Linked DNA regions of Sus scrofa: region 1 is linked to region 2. Evidence: chromatin contacts called from public Hi-C data. All regions are on one chromosome and are shown on one strand. The core of a region is the stretch at or near the end of the contact, and the rest is flanking DNA. Distances in the headings are between cores, read along the strand shown.

What was found. Hi-C and Micro-C count contacts between places; a contact is called where the count stands out from the background.
Region 1: a Hi-C map of liver shows a contact between it and region 2, with 3 times the contacts expected there. The contact joins two enhancer-like sites. A contact is called at or near these places in 1 of 5 promoter capture datasets (liver) and 2 of 47 Hi-C or Micro-C datasets (both in liver).

Annotation. Positions count from the first base shown.
Region 1 is chr5:54,182,828-54,187,106 of Sscrofa11.1, reverse strand. No RefSeq gene overlaps it. Among named protein-coding and RNA genes, the nearest start is that of PLEKHA5, 170 kb to the right of the region's middle. Within about 2 kb of position 2,841, at least 7 of the 83 cell types and tissues checked have an H3K27ac peak or open chromatin away from gene starts, as enhancers often do. A contact at or near this core is called in liver, where this site is marked.
Region 2 is chr5:53,953,366-53,957,785 of Sscrofa11.1, reverse strand. The region is part of intron 3 of PLEKHA5 (pleckstrin homology domain-containing family A member 5); the gene reads left to right. Among named protein-coding and RNA genes, the nearest start is that of PLEKHA5, 61 kb to the left of the region's middle. Within about 2 kb of position 2,200, at least 6 of the 83 cell types and tissues checked have an H3K27ac peak or open chromatin away from gene starts, as enhancers often do. A contact at or near this core is called in liver, where this site is marked.

The DNA of each region.
Region 1 (4,279 bases), core at 1,592-4,091, 230 kb before region 2:
ACATTGCAGAAGTGACAAACAGAAGAGGGAGGGCCAGGAGTCTAAACCTGAAGGTAGTTAAATGTCACCTTCTAGGTGAGGCCTTCTCTAGTCACCTTATCAAAACATTTCAACCACCACCCTCTACCTACCTACACACACACACACACACACACACACACACACACACACCACACAATCTCATTCCTTGTAGTTTTTTCTTCCTTTACACATACCGCTAATTTTTTTTATATATTTTACATATGTACCTTATTTTTTTAAGGTCTTAGCCATCAGAATATGAACATCATAGAAGCACGGCTTTTTCTATTTTATTCGATACTTGTATCATCAGAGGCCAGAAGAGTACCTGGTATGTGGAAAGCACTAAATAAATATTTGTTAATTGAATGCATAGAAGAAAATCCTGAAGTTCTAAAGATCAAAGTGTCAGATTCTAAATAGATTCTGCTATGATAACAGCCCATTTTGTAGCAAGTGGACATCCCCTATTTGCCCATTTAAAGGTTTTTCACAAATTTTCCTTATAAGGCACACCATCTACCAGTAACGAAGGATTTCAAAATAATACCATCACAGATGCCTAACAGTCTCTGCATGCTAGTCCTTAAGACTCTACTAGCAAAAACTGGGTCTCAAGCCTTGGTGACACAGTGCTTAGTTAGCACTAAGTCCTTCATGTAGCTAATGAATAAATGAAATAAAGCTAGATTCCTAGTTCCCACTATGAGGTTCATAGTTTTCTACAAATCTCCCTACAAAGCACCTGCTTCAGCTTCTTAGATATAAAATAGTCTTTGAATGTAAGTCATTATTTGTTAGAATTTTAAGTTCTTTGAAGAGAGGGAAAAAAACTATCTACAGGGAAATTTCTTATTTCCAGGGCATGTATCTTTGAGACAAGATATGTTTTTTAATAACTGCAAAGTGTATAATAGTGTTTAAACTCTTACAAGAAACATTTTGAGAGATTTACTTTTAGACCTGATGCTTCTTCTCTGTCAGATGAGATAATGTGAGACAAAGTGCTTTGTAAAAAACCAGCCCCTGTAAACATTGTATATGATGGTGGTGTCATTTTTTACACTGTTAGGAGCCATAAAGAGAAGAAGTCTGTGACTTTTCTTTTTGGCCCCTTCCACTAACTTCCATGCAAAATTTAACAGAATGTCAAATCACCTCTCCCTTCACCTGTAAGAGGGAGTATCAGAACATTATATGAGAAGCCATAAAAGCATACTGGAAAAGACTTCACTGACTGAACTTGCTCCAAAATTTCACTTGCTCCCTCCCTCCTTCATCCTCTAAACCTTTCCAAAAACAAGGGGCAGGAAGAAGGGTGCAGGGAATCAGTGTTTTATTTTGTAGTACTGTCAAAGGATATAGCTAAATAGCTAAAAGCAGATGGGAGTGACATGGACATATATTGCCTCCTGAACTACTAAATGAATATTAAAGCAGTAATCCAGAGATCTTTTCCTATCTAAGTTTGTAATACTCAAATAGGTACAGTGCGAGCAACAGACTCTATTATTGAGAGTTTAAGAAGAATTCTACAGTGTTAGGGAAATTTTTTAACATTAAAACTGAGAAGAAAAATTTACGGAAATAGGCCTATGATTTCCCCCAAAGAAACCGAAGTTTCTTAGATCACATGAGATCACAAAGATAAATACTCCATTCCTAGGAAAAAAACCTGAAAGCTACCAATTTTTTACCACCTTCATCAAGTTTTCATTAAGTGCTGGGAAGATCGCTACGGGAAAAAGCTGGATCAATGATGTCTAAAAGAAACTTTGAAATGATGGTTAGTTTGTCTTCTCCTGCCCCAAATCTCCTTCTTTGGGCTCCACAGCTAACAAGAGTCTTTCAGAGCTGTAGTATTCATCTATCTTTTCTCTAATGTCTTCCTTCTGAGAATAAACTACCAGAAAGCTTAACTATCTTGCTGACATGAACATTCTGGAAGGAATAATCAAGGATTTTATGACCCCCAACATAATGCAGCTACTATACTGAAATTTTAGTAATGACCACTATGGCTGAAGAGCATCATGTTAGCAAAAAGACAAGAGAACATTTCCCAGGGGAGTAGGTTCCTGAAATGATTCTTAAGAAAAATGTAGGGTTTAGCTAGGGAAAACCTTGGAAAAAGGAGGCTACGATCAGAAAGCAGAGGTCGAGTTATACAGAGCCTTTTTGTCTGTGAAATGTAGTTTAAGCCTTATCCTACTAGAGTAGACCCTGTAGGGCCATTTTGAAGAGTTTATCGCCAGGATAGACAATGAGCTAACTGCACAGTATCACCTTTTCTGAAATTCCTATACATTGCAGTCAAGCTTTATAAGCTACTTAAAAGTGAGATATTTCTCACTACAAACTTGAAAAATATGATCATCAGATAATTATGCCATAAACCATTGCTCTGCAGCTTTTTACACCAAGACCTGCTTGCTCTGTTTTATAGATGCTTAATTGTTTTTGTCTTTGTTACTTTATATGCCTGTTTATATTTAGCAGTCCAAAGTTATTCTCTGTTACTACATTTATAAAAGCTGATTTGAGAGCTAATCATCTGACATCAATTATCTTGTTTGTGCCATACAGATTATTCATTATGTACACATTATTTTTCATCCAAATAAATTTTAGCCAGATACAAGTCAGGGCTTTAAAAACAGGCCTTCTATAAACAGGAAGCCAGCTACTTAGGTAAACAAAAACACCAAAGCTTCTTCCTTAATACAAAGAGCCGGAAATTGATCACAATCTAGACATGCTGGAAATCTGACCAGTTTTGGTTCCCAGGTCAACTGATGGTATTTTCTCAACATTTATTTAGAAAAGGGTAAATCATCAACCACTACTGGCCCAACCTCTTGATGTGTATTCTAGGGTAGTTTTAACCACATTCAGACCAGAGCAGGGCCTGAGCTCTAGTTTAAGAGTTTCTGATTATGTGAGAGTCTTATAGAAGTACTCCAGAATGAACACTTTCATCATATAAACTGTTCCTACTTCATCACAAGACTGTTTTATTCTAAACTTTCAATACAAAAGTCGCCTTAAGGAAAAAAGAAAATGCTTAGAAGCTCTTCTCATTTATGAGATAAAGCAAAGTCTAACTACATACTCAATTGCACCTGCAAATTTGGGTTTTATTTTGATCACAAAACAAAGAAGTCATAGTTTCACTACTTGAAAGTGCTTCAAAGATGAATGAACCATTAAAGTCACAGAAACAATCCACTCCTGATGTTCTCTTAAGCAACATTCATTATGTAATAAACTTGTTCATTTGCATTTGTTACCCAAAGAATTATTCCTCTTTTTTTTTTAATCTTGCTCTTCTGACACTAAGCTATAACATCTCACTGCAAATACAGGTATATTAGCGGTATTTCACTAAAATTTAGAAATGGGTCATAAGGAAAAAAAAAGACAAAGACCTCACTATTTTCAGTGAAAAATGCTGTTTGGTCAAAGCCTTTTATTACGACATCTTCTAGACTGAAAATCGTTTCAGTTTCAATTAGCTCACAATTAGATAAAGTGTCAGAAAGAAAGACTTCAGCAAAATATCTACCTGTCCCAAAAACATAGCATTTAAAAAACCCTCCACATATTCCTAGTCTTTTATAAGACTTCCTATTATATACATAGTTCAATGAAAATAAATTTTGTTCCTCACATCCTGTTGCTATATAGATAATCACATTATACATGTGTTTCTTAGATAGAAAATGCTTTGTTTCTTCTACAACATCTAGTTCACTGGGTAGATTTAAAAATAAAATTGGTCAATCAAATAGCATAGCTCAGAAGAAAAGCACACTGTTTTGCGGTCATAGATCGACAGGCCCAACTGTGAAAGCAATGACTGCATGGTTCTTTTGAAAGAGAACATTGAAGTGCCCACAAAGTGGATGACTCTGCAGTCTCTTAACACGGGGCACTGCTGTGAAAGCAGAGTTCTGCTTGCCTTCTGCCTGGAAAGGACAGTCCAGAACAGCTGAAAAAAGTAAGAAGAGGTTCTTGTCAGAATCACATGCAGACAGAAAGCTGATGACCACAAATTAGTTTTCAAGCCCAACCACCTGTGGTTATTATCCTCTCACTTCTAAACAGAATCAATACCAACCAGGAGAGATTTCAGAAGGGAAGGTCTGTTGCAGTCAAATTTTGATTCTTTCCCTTTAAATCAGAAGGTTTCTTCCTAATACTCCTTTGATGTATAAAGGATACCATCTTAAAATCTATTAACTTTTGTCTGATTTCA
Region 2 (4,420 bases), core at 951-3,450:
AAGGAAGTGTTTATTAAATATGGATTTTTAGTGTATTGGTTTTTGTTTTTGTTTTTTTTTCCCAGTGTATGGGGAAGGAGTGAACTTTTGCAGTAATTAACAGGCAAGTTAATTTCAGGGTAGTTGAGATTTAGGTTCTTTTTTTTTTATTTTTTTTTAATTTTTTTTGTTTTCCCACTGTACAGCAAGGGGGTCAGGTTATCCTTACATGTATACATTACAATTACATTTTTCCCCCCACCCTTTCTTCTGTTGCAACATGAGTATCTGGACATAGTTCTCAATGCTATTCAGCAGGATCTCCTTGTAAATCTATTCTAGGTTGTGTCTGATAAGCCCAAGCTCCCGATCCCTCCCACTCCCTCCCCCTCCCATCAGGCAGCCACAAGTCTCTTCTCCAAGTCCATGATTTTCTTTTCTGAGGAGATGTTCATTTAGGTTCTTATTTGTAACAGAATAGTAATGTAACTTTTTTGTGAAAAAAGTTAGAATGAGGTAGAAGGTAACTTGTTAAATGTATATGACAGTATGGCATTTATTTGCGCGAAAATCTTTCAGAGCCTTCCTCCTCATCCATATAATTAATATTATACTTGGTTTGATGCTTCTTACCAGAGAGTGGTATACCACTGATTTTTTTAGAGTTTGGAAGTGCTAGCGGTGGTAAGCCACTCTCAGACTGTCAGCTCTGAGATTTATCATGTGTGTCTGCTGTTTGAGTCCTAAAGGGCTTAACAACTGACTATAGATTTTAAATAACCATTGGGATTAAAATTTTTACTCTGAAAGACAAGGTTATTTGACAGTAATCAAGGGCGTTTTCGTCCCTCACTGTTTTTTGCAGGCCCAGCAGAAAGCTCCTCCATCAGCCTGGGAGGGGCGTTGTTCTCCTGGCGGAGGTGTGCTCAGTCTGGGGCACCTCACCCACAAAAATAATAAAATGCAGAGGAATTTGTTGTGTAGACAAATCTAGCAAAGTGAGTTTTAAATTGGCAGCAGGCAGATAGGGAACAGTTTGGCCTGATACCAAGGTTTAAAAAGTATTTAGAAGGTATGTTGTATTATTACTTTTGATGTGCAAAAATTTTTTTACACCTGAACATTTATTTGTTTTAGAAAATTGCCAATATGAAGACTGATCATTTGGGGAAAGAAATTTGACAGTGATTATTGTAATTATATTTGTCAAGACACATGTATTACAATGATTTATAATATGTTGGTTACATGAGATTTTAGATTAAATGATTAATTGGATGCAATATACATATTTTAATATATCTATATTTATGTAGATCTTTGAAATATAGTGTTTTCTTTTGAAGGAAAGAAAGTTACGTCAGGCTGTGCTTCTTATTTCCTGGCTCCTCAGCAAACGTCAGCAACACTCAAACTTGGGGTCATCAGAGACCCCTATGGTGTGGAGCCTGGGATTGATTTTTCAAGAATTCCACAGGTGATTATGGCCAGGGTTCCAAACCACTGTCCTAAGGTTGTATGTATTTCACATGGAAGGGCAGATGGTTGAAAGAAATCTTCTGGTTATCTTGTAGTGATTGTAAAAGAAAAAGAAATCAATTTTGTTCTTTAATATTCCTGAAAATATCAGATTAAAAAGAACACCTCCGTCTCTGATAAAATTTCACTTTTTACCTGAGATGATCAGAACTCACCATAACCAAATAGAAGATGGCAGAGCATCTGAGAGCTCCAGGCCCATAAAAGCATGAGGTAGACCTGAATCAGTCCTAGATTATCGAGTAAGTTAAATTCAGCAGTGAGCTAAGGTTAAAGGAGAAGCATTCGAGTATATGAAGTAGAACAGTAGTATTGTGTTGTCTTTTAAAGTTATCTGAAATCTGTTTGAATGCAGCACAGTGATCTCATACAACTGAGGTTGAGGCTCTGAAGGCTTCAGTTATAGTGATTTCTTTAAAGGTGATACTGAAAGCCATTAATGTAGCTATGTTGGTTATTTTAATATTTTAAAACACATTGTATGGAAGAGACTAGTAATTAGTCTTAAGATAACACTAGTGTAAAGAAATGTCACTGAAAACTTGTGAAAAATGAAATGACATTTATGATTATGATTATAAGCAAGGATAAATTGCCCGTTTTTGTGTTTGGGTCAGAAGGAGTCAAAGATGATTGCTACATAGTCCTTGCTGTCAAGAACGAGGCCATATACCTGTGTGTAGGATATAGGTGTACAGGTGAATATAGGTATACAGGTGAATAGGACATAGACCAGTAACAACAATGACAGCATGATGACTTTTTTCATTGATGCAGTCGTTGGACAGGGGGTTTGTTTGCTAGAGAAGTCAGTGCTAGAAGGACTAACTCGTCTACAGTCAGTTATTAAAATCATGGTGTTTAAGTGGATGAATAAAACCATGCTTTAGAAGATAGGTTAAGGATCTGATTTGAGGAGTGGGTGGGGGGTTGTCAGGAGGGAAAAGGGGAAAGACGATAGAAGGAGATACCGCTTCATGGTAATCTCTGTGTTGAATTACCGGGGTTGGGAGCTGACATCCATCGGTGAAAGCAGTGGCGTAGCTTGGCACTGTGGGACAGGTCACAAGTCCAGCCTTCAGGGAAAAGGGAAGGTAATGATTAGACTCATCACATGTGTCAGCCAAGTGGACTAAGATCGAAGGAGGAAGTCACTTCTTGAAGGGAACCACAGTAAAAATCAAGAATCTGTAAACCAGATGCTCTGCCAGCTACCTCTAGTAATCCATTCAGTCCTGAAATAGCCCTATGAGGAGGTTACTATTATTTTCCTCATTTTTCAGGTAGGGGAATTTAGTCCAGAGATGTGAACATTGCCCTAGATCACAAAGCTAGGAGGTGACAGGGCTGGGATTGGGACCCAGAATGTCTGACCTAAGAGACAACAGTGGTGCACTACCTCCTTTAGCCCAGCTGGGATGTTGGTTTCTGTGGCCAGATGGGGCAGGGCAAGGCAGGGGCCCATTAGTGGTACCAGCAAAATTCTTTAAGACTTTGTGGCCGGTGTGCTACTTAGTAGGGGTGGGTATGGTTTTCAAGAGATGCACAGTCTGAATAATACCCTGGCACAACAAAGGGTATTGAAATGAGACAGGGCACCACAAAGGCCTGAAGACTGTGCTGGGGTGGGTCTGGTAGCATTGTGAAGCAGTCGTGCAAGATGGAAGACTAAGATGGGATCTTCTGGAATTCCCTAGAGGATTCCTAAAGTCAGATTCTTAAAAAGGAACTTGGGTTTTACTTGACTACAGTCTGGAAGCTGAAAGTTTTCAAGTGGGACATGACATGACTGAGGCTGGTAACAAGAAATGAGTTGGACTATTCCTTTGATCCAAGGGGTTTGTTCTGCTTCAGTATGATCACGGTGCTTGTGGAAAGTAGAAGACAGAAGATAGACTGATTCAAGGGTTGGTTGAAGAGGGAGAGAGTTGAAGTAAACCATTTCAAACAACAATATGTGGGAGGAAGATGTCCCTGGGAGTGAAGGAGGGAGAAATTTGCAGAGCACATTCTGGGCTGAGAGGTCCCTGCTATTGTGCTTACAGATTGAGGGCAGTGATCGTGAGGCTGCTATCAGACAGGCAAACCCAACTCTAAAGTTTAGCTGTGTGACCCCAGGCAAGCTAATTGATCTCAGTTTTTAAGTCTCAAGTCCCTTCTGCTAAAGTAGGGTTAAAAATACTACCCACCTTAGAGTTTCGGGGTGGCTCAGCGGGTTACGGATCCCATGTTGTCACTGCTGTGGTGCAGGTTCCATCCCAGGCCTGGGAACTTCTGGGTGCCACAGGCAAGGCCAAAAAATAGTGATAATAGTACCAGCTATTAAGTAACTGAGTTTAGCTCAGTGTATTAGTTTTCTGTTGTAGACATTACACAAACTTTGTGCCTTAAAACAACACAGGTAATTCCTGTCATTGTTCAGCGCTAACAAACCTGACTGGTATCCATGAAGATGTGGGTTCGATCTCTGGCCTCAGCTCTTGTGGGTTAAGGATCCAGCATTGCTGCAAGCTGCGGCGTAGATCAAAGATAGGGCTGGGATCTGCCATTGCTGTGTCTGTGGTATAGACCTGCAGCTGCAGCCCTGATTTGACCCCTAGCTAGGGAATTTCCATATGCTGTAGTTGCAGCCCTAAAAACAAGCAAACAAACAAAAAACAAAAAACAAACACACAGATTTATGACCTTTTGGGTTTGTAGGTCAGGTGTCTGACCCAGGTCTCACTGGGCTAATGTCAAGGTGTGGGCAGAGCTGGGTCCCTTTCTGGCAGTTTGGATAGAGTCCATTTCCTTGCCTTCCAGCTTTGAGAGGCCTTTCATATTCCTTGGTTCATAGGCTCCTTTCTCCATCTTCGAAGCCAGCAGTGTTGCTTATCTCCCAGACTTTTTCCATGGTCACAAC